Linked DNA regions of Cricetulus griseus: region 2 is linked to region 1. The links are chromatin contacts, called in public Hi-C maps. All regions are on one chromosome and are shown on one strand. Each heading gives the region's core, a stretch centred on a gene start, on an enhancer-like site or on the middle of the called end of the contact. The rest is flanking DNA. Distances are from core to core; before and after follow the strand shown. Region 1 overlaps LOC100750571 (signal transducer and activator of transcription 5B). Region 2 holds the start of LOC100755571 (signal transducer and activator of transcription 5A).

Evidence for each region. A called contact is a pair of places that touch in the nucleus more often than the background predicts.
Region 2: a contact with region 1 is called in a Hi-C map of the CHO-K1 cell line, with 3 times the contacts expected there. The contact joins the promoter of LOC100755571 here to the enhancer-like site in region 1. A contact is called at or near these places in 2 of 8 Hi-C or Micro-C datasets (the CHO-K1 cell line and fibroblasts).

What each region holds. Positions count from the first base shown.
Region 1 is chr7:113,827,565-113,833,735 of CriGri-PICRH-1.0, forward strand. It overlaps LOC100750571 (signal transducer and activator of transcription 5B), which reads right to left. Exons shown (of 19, transcript XM_027428133.2): 13 at 3,004-3,210; 14 at 1,396-1,490; 15 at 1,073-1,203; 16 at 1-55. Among named protein-coding and RNA genes, the nearest start is that of Ghdc, 20 kb to the left of the region's middle. Within about 2 kb of position 2,242, at least 2 of the 6 cell types and tissues checked have open chromatin away from gene starts, as enhancers often do. A contact at or near this core is called in the CHO-K1 cell line and fibroblasts, where this site is marked.
Region 2 is chr7:113,899,047-113,905,978 of CriGri-PICRH-1.0, forward strand. LOC100755571 (signal transducer and activator of transcription 5A) reads left to right here and starts at 1,873. Exons shown (of 18, transcript XM_027428132.2): 1 at 1,873-2,117; 2 at 2,874-3,011; 3 at 3,300-3,456; 4 at 4,646-4,735. The coding sequence starts at 2,884.

The DNA.
Region 1 (6,171 bases), core at 992-3,491:
CGGATGGAGAAGTCTCTAGTGGTAAAAGGCATCAGATTCCAAAACATTCTTTCCTCTAGATCAATAAACAGAACAATCACATTCTAACCATGATTTCTGAATGTGAGATCTTAAAATCCACAGGCCTAAAGTCAAAACACCTTATTAGAATCACACCAACAGAAATGCTCATCCCCAAATAGCCACAGCTGTAGATAGGGACTTCTTAGATGTCTCGGTACATAAGCAGATATATACATTGCTTCCCTAGAGAGTCAGACATCTCAGTGGCTGCAAGTTCAAGTAGAGTCCTCCCCTGTCTAAAAGAAATAGCTCTGGGGCTGGAGAGATGGCTCAGCAATTAAGAGCACTTATTCTTGCAGAGAACTGGGGTTTGATTCCCAGCACCCACATAATGGCTCACAACTGTCCATAAGTCCATTTCCAGGGGATCCTATGGCCTCTTCTGGCCTCTAGGCACAGAACACATGCAGTGCACAGACAAACATGCAGGCAAAACACCCACATACAAAATAATAAAATAGAATAAAGAAAATAAGTAGTTCTTATGGACTCCAATCTTATTCTTAGGAAGCACACCTGGAGCCAAAGAAAGCCTAAGAGTTGGTCAAGCTGGTAGAATCTTTAAACCACAAAACATGTAAATTAGCAAGCTGTCCTGCTTTACAGTAAGGGTCAGACTAAAGAAGGGACATTCTTGGGTGGCAATGCTCAGTGGCAATACCTTCCATTAATTAGGGAATCATGGAGCTATTGTATTGCTACTGTTCAGGATGACTAGAATGAGCTCCAGGCTAGTAACAATGAGGCAAGCATTTCAAAAGGGAAGTGGCTGTGACTGCCCGCTGCACATTCTAAGGCAGTAAATACTTCAGCATTTCCCATAATAAGATTGCTCACAGATGGCCTTACGAGCAGCTGTGTCAGGGTTATGTTAGTGATTCCTGTAATTAGGACTGGCCCCAACAAACAATATTGCTCGCAACAAGATGTATTAAAATCGTTTTTCAACAAAAGCAGCTACCTTTGGACATAAAGTCAAAATGTTTCACAAAAAGGGAGAGGCACTCACGAGAGTCAAACTTCCAAGCAATGGTGATGCCTCCGATTTCGGAATCGCTGAATCTCAGCAGGAAGGTCCCATCTGGCTTGTTAATGAGTAGGTCATGGGCCTGTTGCTTGTTCACGAAACCCAAGATGGCCCTGAATGAAGGAGTCACAGGGACAGAGGCAGAGGGTAACAATGCCAGGGAGAAAACTCTTGTGTTCTAGTACTGACTCAATAGATGTCTGCAGCCCCAGCTACTTGGGGGCCTGAGGCAGGAGGATTGCTTGAGCTCAAGAGCTGTCTTGGCAACATTTAATAAAAAAAGCAACAGTAAAGATGATTCTCACCCATCGTTCCAGTGAGGCTTGAGATGCTTTTTTAACACTTCCATCACACCGTCAAACCACTGCCAGAAAGTGTAATTCCGTCCTGGCAAGTTCTCCTGGTTGGAGAGACAACACGGAACAGGAAGAAAGCCAGAATGAGCATTGGAATATCAGCTGCATGTATGGCAGAGGCACTTCACAGTCTGCTGTAAAGACTGTAGAAAGATCCTTCACATGCAGTTCTGAATTAACATTAACTCTACATGTCACCCAGGAGGTACACAAGACTCGGTAGCCTTGGTGTCTGTGAAGCCATCCTCTGTCACATAGAGCAAGATGGCAAGGAGGGGAATAGGAATCTCAGGGGTAAAGCCAACTGCCTGGAGGATAAGACTGAATTCTGGGGACTCAACTACCAGAAGACTAAACCTGAACTTTGAATTGGTTTATTGCCTTTGTTCAGGTTCTCTATAAACACATTTGAGGAAGAGATGGGGAAGGCAGATTTGGCTCCGGCCTCCCAGACCTCCCAGTCCTCTGAAGAAACTGAAAAGCTTTGAATCATGCCTTGTGCCCTTACAGGCAATAAGGGCAGGATACAGACACTGAGATGGAAAACAAACATCCCCACTTTTGGAAGCAGGCAAATGTCCCTGCCTTTTACCAAGTACTCTTAAAGCCCCAAAGACAGACCACAGAGGAAAGGGAGAAGCAAAGAGTGAAAGCCACAGTGCTGGTACCAACCCTCAGGGGACTCTGCTACATCTCCAGCTAGATTCGGCTATTTCTGACATGCAGTGTGTGACAAACAGCATCGGTATCCCCTGGGAGATTCTGAGAAATGCACATTTTCCCAGGCCCACCTCGGATCTGCTATGAGTCACAGCCTACGCTTTAGCAAGACACAGGATGGGTTCATAGGTCTGACCTGAATTAGATCACACGAAGCCACAGAGATGCTGACATCATACACACACATTCCCAGTAATTATCAGCCAAGTACAGTAACCAGGTTCTGTGGGAGGTGGGGGCTTCACCACAATGGCAAAGATAGGCCACTGAGGTCTGTTTCCCTGACCTCTGCTGACCAGCAGCTGCCAGCACAGGACCATCCCTTCATTCATTCAGAAGGCTCAGAAACCACGAGCTCTCTGAATTAAGGGCATCTGAAAGTTTGAGGTGAGGACATACTGGGGGAGAAGTTTAGCTAAAAAACCAAAGATCTGACCCAGTCACAGATTTGATGGATGCCAGAGGAAATGTTTCCTTTATCCATACCCCCGTTTAGGGGGCTGAGTGTCCCCTGGAAGCCTAAGCCGGCATTCCACATCAGAGCTATTGGGACAGAGCTGGGAAGGAGTCTGGCTCACATCTGCTTCACTGTTTCCTTCCTAAAGGAAGAAATGCGCTAACTGCACGCAAGGTCCGGCTTACCCACACCATGAAGAGATGTGACTCCACGTGAGACCCAACTAACTCTCAAGCTGTCCGTCTACACAGATGTTCCTGTGACTTTGGGTAGAGTTTATGAGAACTATGAAGGACGGGGGCCCAGGGCAGGGAAACTCCCGCAGACGAACATTGGGAAAGACTGAAGTAAGAGCTGCTGGCGGCTGGCTGGCCACTCACCCGGTTGAACTGGGACCAGGACACCGACATGCTGTTGTAGTCTTCGAGGTGACTGCTGCTGCTGTTGAACAATTTCTGTGCCAGGAACACTAGGTTCTCCTTGGTCAGGCCCCGGTTGCTCTGCACTTCTGCCTTGAATTTCATGTTGAGAGCCTCACACAGCTGCGGCCACAACACCTTGTCAGGCACAGCGAATGGCACCCTGCCCTGAGAGGGACAGAAACCAGGATATAAGAGAACAGCTGCATGACTGAGTCTCTCAAGCTGCAACCGAGAGGCAGCAACGACTGGAAGGAGTCAGCAAGATTTGTCTTGCCAAGCCTGAGCACATTCAGACTTTCATGGGCTGCCCCGTTCTGAGACACATAAGGTTCTACTTTACTGTCCTCATATATAACACAGCTAGAGGGCCACCTCGTGCTCAGGGCGTTGGCTTGGGAGCTGCTGACCCTGCAGTCTGATTCTGGTTCTGATAAATGTTGTCAGAACAAAGTATCGTCATGTCGTGGCTCCTGGTCTAGATTCACTGGAAGTTTAGATATTGAAAACATTGCCAGGTGTTGGTGGTGGCACACGCCTGTGATCTCAGCACTCGGGAGGGTCAGGAGCTTAAGGTCATTTTCTGCTACAGAGAGTTTGAGATCAACCTGGGCTATAGAGACCCTTTTAAAAGAAAGAAAGGAAGAAAAGAAAAGAAACAGAAGAACCAGGCTGGCTTTCTAAGTGAGTACAGAGAGAGAAAGGACACACAACATGTATGGCCACAAGTGTAACACCTGCCCTTGACATCTGCCAAGAACTCCAGCTCAAAGTGAAGCAACTTGGCATGGGAGAGTGGAAATTTTCTAGTTGGCAACTTTATTGATAAATAGGTTAGCATATGAACTTTTAATAAATTGCTTCGTATTCCAGCCAGCCAGTTGGTCAATGGATTACAAAGGTGCAATAGCCTGGAGGAATGTGGTCGGGTGCTCACAGCACACAATATGCTGCACGTTTTTAAATAGCCAGAAGAGGGGGCTGTCTCTCTCTCTCCCTTCCTCCTTTTTCCCTTCCCCCTCCCCTTTCTGTGGGAGTGGGTGGGGGTGGTACACATATATGGAGGCCAGAGGTCAACCTCAGGTGTCATTCCTGGTGAGATTCAAGAAAAAGTTGTCCAGCTATGAATTTGTGAAATTCAGTTATCTGCTTCTAAGATATGGGGATGGAACAGGTATCCCAAAAGGTGAGAAATAGAAAAAAAGAGGGTGGTTGCCAATCTTGCATAAGTAAATTAAAACCAACAATGTAAACAGTCTCTCTCTCTCTCTCTCTCTCTTTCTCTGAGACAGGGTTTCTCTGTGGTTTTGGAGGCTGTCCTGGAACTAGCTCTTGTAGACCAGGCTGGTCTCGAACTCACAGAGATCTGCCTGCCTCTGCCTCCTGAGTGCTGGGATCAAAAGAGTGTGCCACCACCGCCCAGCAGACAGTGTATCTTTTTTTTTTTTTAAAGATTTTATTTATTTATTCTGTATACAACATTCTGCTTCCATGTATATCTGCACACCAGAAGAGGGCACCAGCTCTCATAACGGATGGTTGTGAGCCACCATGTGGTTGCTGGGGATTGAACTCAGGACCTCTGGAAGAACAGTCGGCGCTCTTAACCTCTGAGCCATCTCTCCAGCCCCCCAGACAGTGTATCTTAAGACTCAAGAATAACTAGTTTTACTCCACATCTTGCCTTTCCTCATGAGCTTTATGATTCGTATTTTTTGATTTATTACTGGGGCTGGAGAGATAGCTCAAGTGATTAAGAGCATTGGCTGTTCTTGCAGAGGACCTGTGTTTGATTCCCAGCACCCACATGGTAGCTCACAATCATTTGTAACTCTAGTTCCAGCAGAACTGATGCCCTCTTCTGGCCTCCACGGGCAACAGGCACAATATGGTACACATATATACACTCGGACAAAATACGTATAAGATAAGATATAAAAACTCAGGCCTCTGTGCTTACTTGGAAAGCATTTTACTAATCCATCTCCCAGCCCCCCTTTTAGTTTATTTGAGACAGGGTCTCATGGAGCCCAATTTGGTCTTGAACTTAATATTAATATATATTTAAGGATAACCTTGAACTTCTGATCCTTCTGACTCTACCTCCCAAGTGTTTGGATTACAAGAGTGAGTTACCAAGCCTGGTCAAGGGGACTGTCAATGTTTTTTTCTTTCTTTTTAAAAAGATACTTTACTTTTAGTTACGGGTCTCTGTGTGTGCATGTACATGTATGTGTGTGTAGGTGATCACGGAGTCTCTGGAGCTGGAGTTAAAGGTGGTTGTGAACCACCTGACATGGGTGGGCACTGCTAACTGAATTCTGGTCCTCTGCAAGAGCAGTAGCCACTCTTAACCTGTGAGCTGTCTCTCCAGCCCCTCAATGTTCTTAGCACAAGAAAATGATATATGTTCAGGAGATGGACATGCTAGTTACCCTGATCTGATTATTACACAATGTACGTGTAAATCAATGTATGCCATAAATATGTAGCTGTTGTTTTTTTGTTTGTTTGGTTTTGGTTTTTCGAGACAGGGTTTCTCTGTGGCTTTGGAGGCTGTCCTGGAACTCTCTTTGAAGACCAGGCTGGCCTCGAACTCACAGAGATCCCCCTGCCTCTGCCTCCTGAGTGCTGGGATTAAAGGCGTGCGCCACCACCGCCCAGCAAATATGTAGTCTTAATGTGCCAATTGAACACTAAAAAGAAATCCTTCCTCTTCCTTTCCTTTTCCTCCATTTTGAAGAGCGGGTCTTGCTCTATGTCCCAGGCTGGGCTGGAATTCATCATCCTCGTGCCTGGGCCTCCCAGGCGCTGAGAATGTAGGGATGCACCACCACCTGCAAACTCTTCAATTCTTCTATGGTGGCTAAACATTCTGCAACAGGGAGACCAATATTTGCCAAGCCCCACCCATGGGAATCTATCTGTCAGTCCCCGCCCTTAGCTATGACAAACAAGGCCCTAATGCACTTGTTACACAACATACACATAATATTTGTGCAGAATAAAATCCCAATAGAATATCTATATTTTATTGTGTATAGGTGTTCCGGTGTGCAGATGATGCACATTTATGAGGCCAGAGGTTGACATTCAGTGTCTTCCCTATTTATTTTTCTCACTGAACCT
Region 2 (6,932 bases), core at 623-3,122, 71 kb after region 1:
TCTTTGGGTCCTGGGAGTGGGGTGTGGAGAAGCGGATGCCTGGAAGTGAGTGGGCAGCTCTGTACTACCGGCCCCCAGGTGTCCAGACAGAGGGCATGACCAGCGTGGTTCTCTGCCTATAGTTAGCTCAGGGAACTTGGGAAACCTAATGAATTAGATGAATCTGCTGTCACTTCCACACTTGCCTGCAGTGAAAGGCTGGTGGGCACAGGTGCCAAGTGGGGTCCACCGATCATGGGCTTGGATCTGCTACTGATGGGCTTCAAGACTCTGGCCCAAGTCACTTACCCTATCTGGCCTTTTATTCCCATTGGTAAAACCACCTTCACGGTCTCAGCCAGCATTGCCCACTGATGTTCATCTGGAGCTGCGGGTATAATTGGCTCCCATCCAACCCACTGGACAGAGGGGAGGAGGAGGAGGGGGAGAAAGGACTATGCTTCCTCCCCCAGAGCCCCTTGCCCTACCTGCTCCCTGCAGAGCATCTGAAAAGCAAGGTCCCCCCATCTTCCTTACACCCCCTCAAGTTCTCAATTCCTTTCCTCGTGATCCTGCCAAGTAAAGTCACCGTGACCACATACAGAGGGTGGGGAGAACCCAGGCATTTCAACTTCTGCAGAAGAACTTCAGGTTTTCCCCCCTCTAAAGTAAAAAAGAATAAAACTGGGGAGATCTCAAAGGCCAGAAAGAGGGATTAGGAACTAGGAATGCAAAGAAAAGATACAAGAAGGAATTAGTGAGAGAGGAAGCCAATGAGAAAGATCCCCCAGGCAACTGAGTCTTGGCCCAGATGGGCTATGAGTAGGCAGCCAGGCTGGCCCCTCCTTTGGTACTGCCCATGCCAGCTGCCAGGCAGAGAGGAGGCCCAGAGGAGAGGGAAGCTGGGCAAAGGGGATGGCAGACTTCCAGCCTGGCCTTGTCCAACCCTTGGGCCTTGAGGGGGAACTCTTAGGGATGGGGACTCTGATCCAGGCAAAGCTCCAGGGAGCAGGTTTGCTGCCATGGCAAAGTCTGCAGGCAGATGTTTAGTTGAGAAAAGCAAAATACCGCTTCCTGGGCCTTTTTTCAAGGTAGAACCAGCCTCAGATGGGCGTCTTTTAGGTGACAGAGGGGATGAATAGTTTATGGGTCACAGTCTGCTGATGAGGCCACGTGACCACAGTGTGGTCCTGGGCAGGCCCCTTCTCTTCTCTGGATTGACATTTCTTACCTGCAAAGGTCGGAAAGGGGGTGGAAGGTTGAAGCGCATGGTTGCCAAGGTCTTTCTTGGTCCTGCTTTAAGGGGGAAGGTCACATGGTGGGAGTCATGCAAGGAGAGAAGTGGGGAGACCTTAGAGGTGAGCTTGGCTTTTCTGGAATCCCCAGTTTCTCTAAAGTTTTGACTCTGCAGGGTCATAGAAGCCACACCCGCCACACCCACTACACCTGTGAGCGCGCGCGAGCGCGCACTCACACACACAAGCACGCACTCACACCAGACTTTGTTAATCTACAGACAGAGAAAGAGAAGATGACGACAGAGGCAGGTGGCATCCACAGGTAGGCTTTTTCTTCCTCCTCTCACTTTTTTCTTTTCTTTTTTTTTTTTTCTTTTTTTTTTCCTTCCCTAGTTAACAGATGATAAAACCGAGGCCCTAGTTTGGGATTTCCAGAGTTCGGGACTTCCCGGCACCCCGGCTGCTCCAGCTCAGCTGTCCCAGGACGCTCACCCTCACTCCCTCACTCCCCCCCTCCCACCAGCCGGAGCCGCAGGGGAGCACAAACCGGGGCTCCCGAGGGACCGGGTCGTCGGGGCGGTCCTCTGCACGGCGCCGCCCAGCCGGGTGGTCTGTTGGGTTCCCCCGTAGCTGCAGCGCACTCGCTGGGGAGCCGGGGTGCCGGAGAGCCGGCGATCGAGGGCGGAGGCAAGGAGGGAGCGACGGCCGCTGGGAGGGGTGCTGGCGCGAGCTCGCGCGCTGTGTATGGTCTATCGCAGGCAGCTGACCTTTGAGGAGGAAATCGCTGCTCTCTGCTCCTTCCTGTAGTAACAGCCGCCACCACCGCAGCCGTCAAGAGCCGTCAGGAACGGTCAGGAGCCCGGACCGGGAGCGACAGCAGCAGGCGTTCCTCAGCACCAGGTGGGTGGGTCGGCGTGGCGTGGCGTTGGCGCGTGGATAGGGGATTTAGGCTGCAGCCGCGTCCTTGGGACCCAGCACCCTAGAGTCCCCTCTGGCCTGACACCGGGCAAACATCGGTCTGGGCTTCGAGTGGGAGCTTCAGAGGAATCAGGGACGAGGAACCCGTGCAGGGGGCAGCCAGGGGTGGACGCACCCAGAGGCACCGATACTGTCAGGCTCCACCTGGAGCGGGCAGACCCTGGAGTGCAGCCCAGGGCTACTCTAAAGACAGTCGATCTCTTAGTCCTCTCTCCCTGACAGCCCCAGACACGTGCCTGAGGAGACTCGGACCTCGAGTGACGGTCGCTGCATTGCCCTAACTTTCGGCTTGGCATAGCTTCCCTTCCCAGAAATTGAGAGTGTGGGTCAGAGGCTGGGTGGGAAGAAATTTTGCAGTCGTTTCTTGGTCGGGGGACTGTGGGCCTCTGTCTCTTAAGTTTCTCTTTCGGTTTGTAGACCCCTTTAGTTAGGGGATGACACGAAGAGGAAAGGGGACAGGAAGAGAGGAGGGCATCTGCCTACCCAGATCTCCACCCCCAGCCTCGAGGGTTCCTTGTTGGAAGGGAAGGGTAGCCATCTCTCTTCCCGCACAGGAAAGCGTGCCTGGGGTGAGGGAGGAGCCTGGCCTCACCGCAGTCCTTAGGTCCTTTGGTGGCACTGCAGGGCACAGGCAGGCCAGAAACCTCTGCGGAACAAATGGCTTACCTTCTCCTCTAGGTGAACAGCCATGGCGGGCTGGATTCAGGCCCAGCAGCTGCAGGGCGATGCGCTGCGCCAGATGCAAGTGCTCTACGGGCAGCATTTCCCCATCGAGGTCCGGCACTACCTGGCCCAGTGGATCGAGAGTCAGCCCTGGTAGGTGTCCCATGCCCTGAACCTTCGCCTTCAGTGTGGGTCCCTGCTATCCAGGCCAAAGGGTCTCTTCGTTGTGGTTTGGTGTGATTCTGATTCTATCTGTCCTTGTGCGGAAGGGGTGGTGTCCCCGGGAAAGGGGAAGAGGGCAATGGGAGCTACCGAGGGGAGACTTTTCTCGACTTTGATGCACAGCCGCCAGGAGCGAGTCTTGTGGGACTGCAACGCCCTGAATCACTCTTGCTGCTTGATATCCTTGGTACAGTTTTTCTCTCCTTGTGTTGTCCCAAGGGATGCCATTGACTTGGACAATCCCCAGGACCGAGGCCAGGCCACCCAGCTTCTGGAGGGCTTGGTGCAGGAGCTTCAGAAGAAAGCAGAACACCAGGTGGGGGAAGATGGGTTTTTGCTGAAGATCAAGCTGGGGCACTATGCAACACAGCTCCAGGTGGGTGTGAATGCTGGCCACACTCAGGCCCCCTCAGGCTTTCTCTTCCAGCATCAGAACCCCTGGGATTTTCACTGGCTTGGCCACTGAGTCACCATGTGACCAAAAGCTTACTGGCAACTTTTCTTCAATTTCCCCCGCCCCCTCTTTCTAAGTCAGACCTGTCAGATTCTTTTAACATTATCACAAAGCAAAAGGTGGGAGTGTGGGGGGAGGGAGAAGGGAGGTTGTTTCCAGCAAAGGGAGTGGAATGGCTGGAGCGGCAGTGTGCACAGATGAAGCAGCAGAGATGGAAAACAGAGTCAGGTGGGCTTCTTCGACAGAGAAAGGAAAACTGGCAGAGTCTAGAAAGGAGGGGATAAGGCAAGCAGACATTCTCCTGGGACTCATTTAGAGGCAAGAAAGCTGCTGAAGAGAAGAAGAATTGCCCTGGAGCAAGAGTGGAATAAAAGGCTTTGAATTCAAGGCTTAGAAAGAAAAAGTAACCTCCCCTTTATACTGAGGAGGGCAGGGATTTTATGGAAGCAGGAAAGGGGTGTGGGTGGTATTCATGGTCAAGCACTTATCGGAATGCACTTGTATTTCTTAGAGAACCCCGCTTACATCCAAACAGCTGGATGCTGGGGAAATAAAAGCTCATCCCAGAAAAAGGAAGAAACAGCAGAAACCTGAGGGGAAGCAAAATAGGAACCCAGGGCCAGGTGCCTAATGGAAAGTACCTTGATGTTGGCATCAGACACCCCAGTCTTCTTCTTGATGTCTCTCTCTCTCTCTCTCTCTCTCTCTCTCTCTCTCTCTCTCTCTCTCTCTCTCTCTCTCACACACACACACACACACACACACACACACACTTGCCTCAGGACACATACCTAGCCTATCTGAACATCAATTTTCCCATCCATGGCATGAGAACAGCCCGAGTTTCTGTCATAGGATTTCCATGCTTCAGAGAATGAAAGCTAGTGGGAGGTTGAATGAGCTTTGTGTTTAGTGAGTTTCTAAGTCACTATAAACCGAGTAAGAAGTTCTGGGAGGGGAAGAAGGGCAAAGGAGAGTTGAGGGTGTTTGATAATCCAGGGGGCTTCCTGGGAAAAGCTGAGGCTGAAGGAGAAGAAGGGATGGGCACTGTAAGGAAGCCAGAGTGGTCAGAACTAGGTGGCCATTGGTGGTTCCTGTTGTCTCTTTTCAGAACACCTATGACCGCTGCCCCATGGAGCTGGTTCGCTGTATCCGGCACATTCTGTACAATGAACAGAGGCTGGTCCGAGAAGCCAACAACGTGAGTGTTTGTAGGCATGGTAGAAAAGCTGGGGAGCAATCCCACTTTGTTTATGTAACTTGGTTAGAGGAGAGCACAAAAGAAATAAAACACAGGGGTAGGTGTAGGAGGCAGCATATTTTAGGCTGTGGCCAGAGTGACCCCTTGGGGCCAGTCCCTGGCTCCCCAAGCCTCTATTTCTTCTTTTCTTTCATTTCCTTCCCTTTCTCTTCCTTTCTTAAACATAAGACTTATCTTATTTTTAACTGTGTGTGTGTGTGTTCAAGTGTACAGGCATCCTTGGAAACCAGAGGCATCAGATCCACTGGAGTTTAGGCAGTTGTGAATGTCTGATACGGGTACTAGGAACCAAATTTGGGTCCTCTGCAACAACAATATACATGCTCTTCACTGCTAAGCCATCTCTCCAGCCTCTCTTTCAAGCCTCTCTTTCATTTTTTCCCTTATTTTCCCCCTTCTTCCCTTCCTGGCTTCTAACAATGAAACCCAGGGCGTTGAACATGCTAAGCAAGTGCTCTCAAGATACTTCCCCAGCTCCCACTGCTGTAAACTAAGGATAGTAATAGTACTTGTGGTATAAGATCATCATGAGGGTTAAACGAAACCATGTGCAGGCTAATGGTGGGCAAGAAAAGGAAATTTTAAATACACACTTACAAAGAAATCTTTAAAATAAAATAAAACTTTTGCCAGGGGGTTGTGTCATATACCTTTAATCCCAGCATTTGGGAGGCAGAGGCAGGCAGATTTGTGAGTTCAAGCAAATTGGGTCTATAGAGTTCCCAACAGTCAGGGTTACACAAAGAAACCCTGTCTCGAAAAACCAATAAATAAATAAATATTTAAAAATAATAGCCGGGTGGTGGTGCACATCTCTAATCCCAGCACTTGGGAGGCAGAGGCTGGCAGATCTCTGTGAGTTCGAGGTCAGCCTGGTCTCCAGAGCGAGTGCCAGGACAGGCTCCAAAGCCACAGAGAAACCCTGTCTCGGAAAACAACAACAACAAAAAGTCAAAATAAATAAATGATACAGAAAATTAAATAAAAAATTAAAACAGAGCAGTTTCCACCTGGAAGGAGGAGTCCCAGCAAGGGTCAGACTGAATAAGCTGATTGCTAAAGAGAAGACACAATACAGTTAGTAGGTGCGTGCCCTAAGGGGGTAGAGGAGGAAAGAAGACTTCTGTACCCCAAAGAAGCAACAGCATATGTTAGGGCAGGAAGGTGTTGGGGATGCCTTATAGTTGGAGACTTGCAAGTGGTTAACACCGCTGGAGAGCGGAGAACCAAATGGGGTGTGCCAAGGAGCAAGGAGTCTGGAGCCAGGCACGGCGTCTTCCAGATGCCGAGTATTGCATCCCTGAATTGTTGAAGCTGCCCACATAAAAGAATCGAGCAGGGTTGAGAAACACACAATATGGGGCTGAAGTATTTATCTCAGGAGGATCTGCTGCGAGAATGCTCCAGGCTGATGCAACCTCAGGTGCAAAGGCCCTAAGGCAGGCACACGCTGTGATGAAGTAGCAGAAACCTGCTGTGATTTGGCCACAGGGAAACTAGTCGGACACAGGCAGAGGCCACCTGTCAGGCTGACTAAAGGAGTTTGGATTTTATTTTAAGAACACTTAGTTGGAAAGTCCCTGACCACATGGTCCCTTCTGGACCAGATGTTCTAGGAATAGTGAGATTCAAAAGAGACATTCTTGCTGTCTCTCCCATCACTTTATTTTGGGCGTCTCCAGGATGCCTTCCTCCCGTGAGAGGTTTGCCTCTCCCCCTCCCTTCAGGTGTGAGTGAGGACACACAGGCCATGTGGGTCCATGGACCCTGTCTCCTACTGTGTCCCCAGCACTTAGCACAATCAGTAACATTGAGTCAGTAGATAACGATGGATGAGGAGGCGAGGCTTCTTGGGAGGAAGGTCATCCACGCGACACCTGCCAGTGTTCGGTTCTAGTTTCTCTAAAGGAAATCTAATGAGCTCTTTCAACATTCTCAAGTGTAAAACCAGATCTGAAACAGAAATGTCTGCCTCAGAGTCTCCACTATTTGCCAGGCCACTCATTTCCCTTCTCTCTTCCCTTTCTACTTCAGTTCGGGCATTGACTGTCCTGTGACCCTCCTTCTAAGCCTAGATTTGGAGTTTGGGGTGTCTAGTGTTGGTGCTCCCCACAGACTCTGGTTTTCTCCCCTCTCT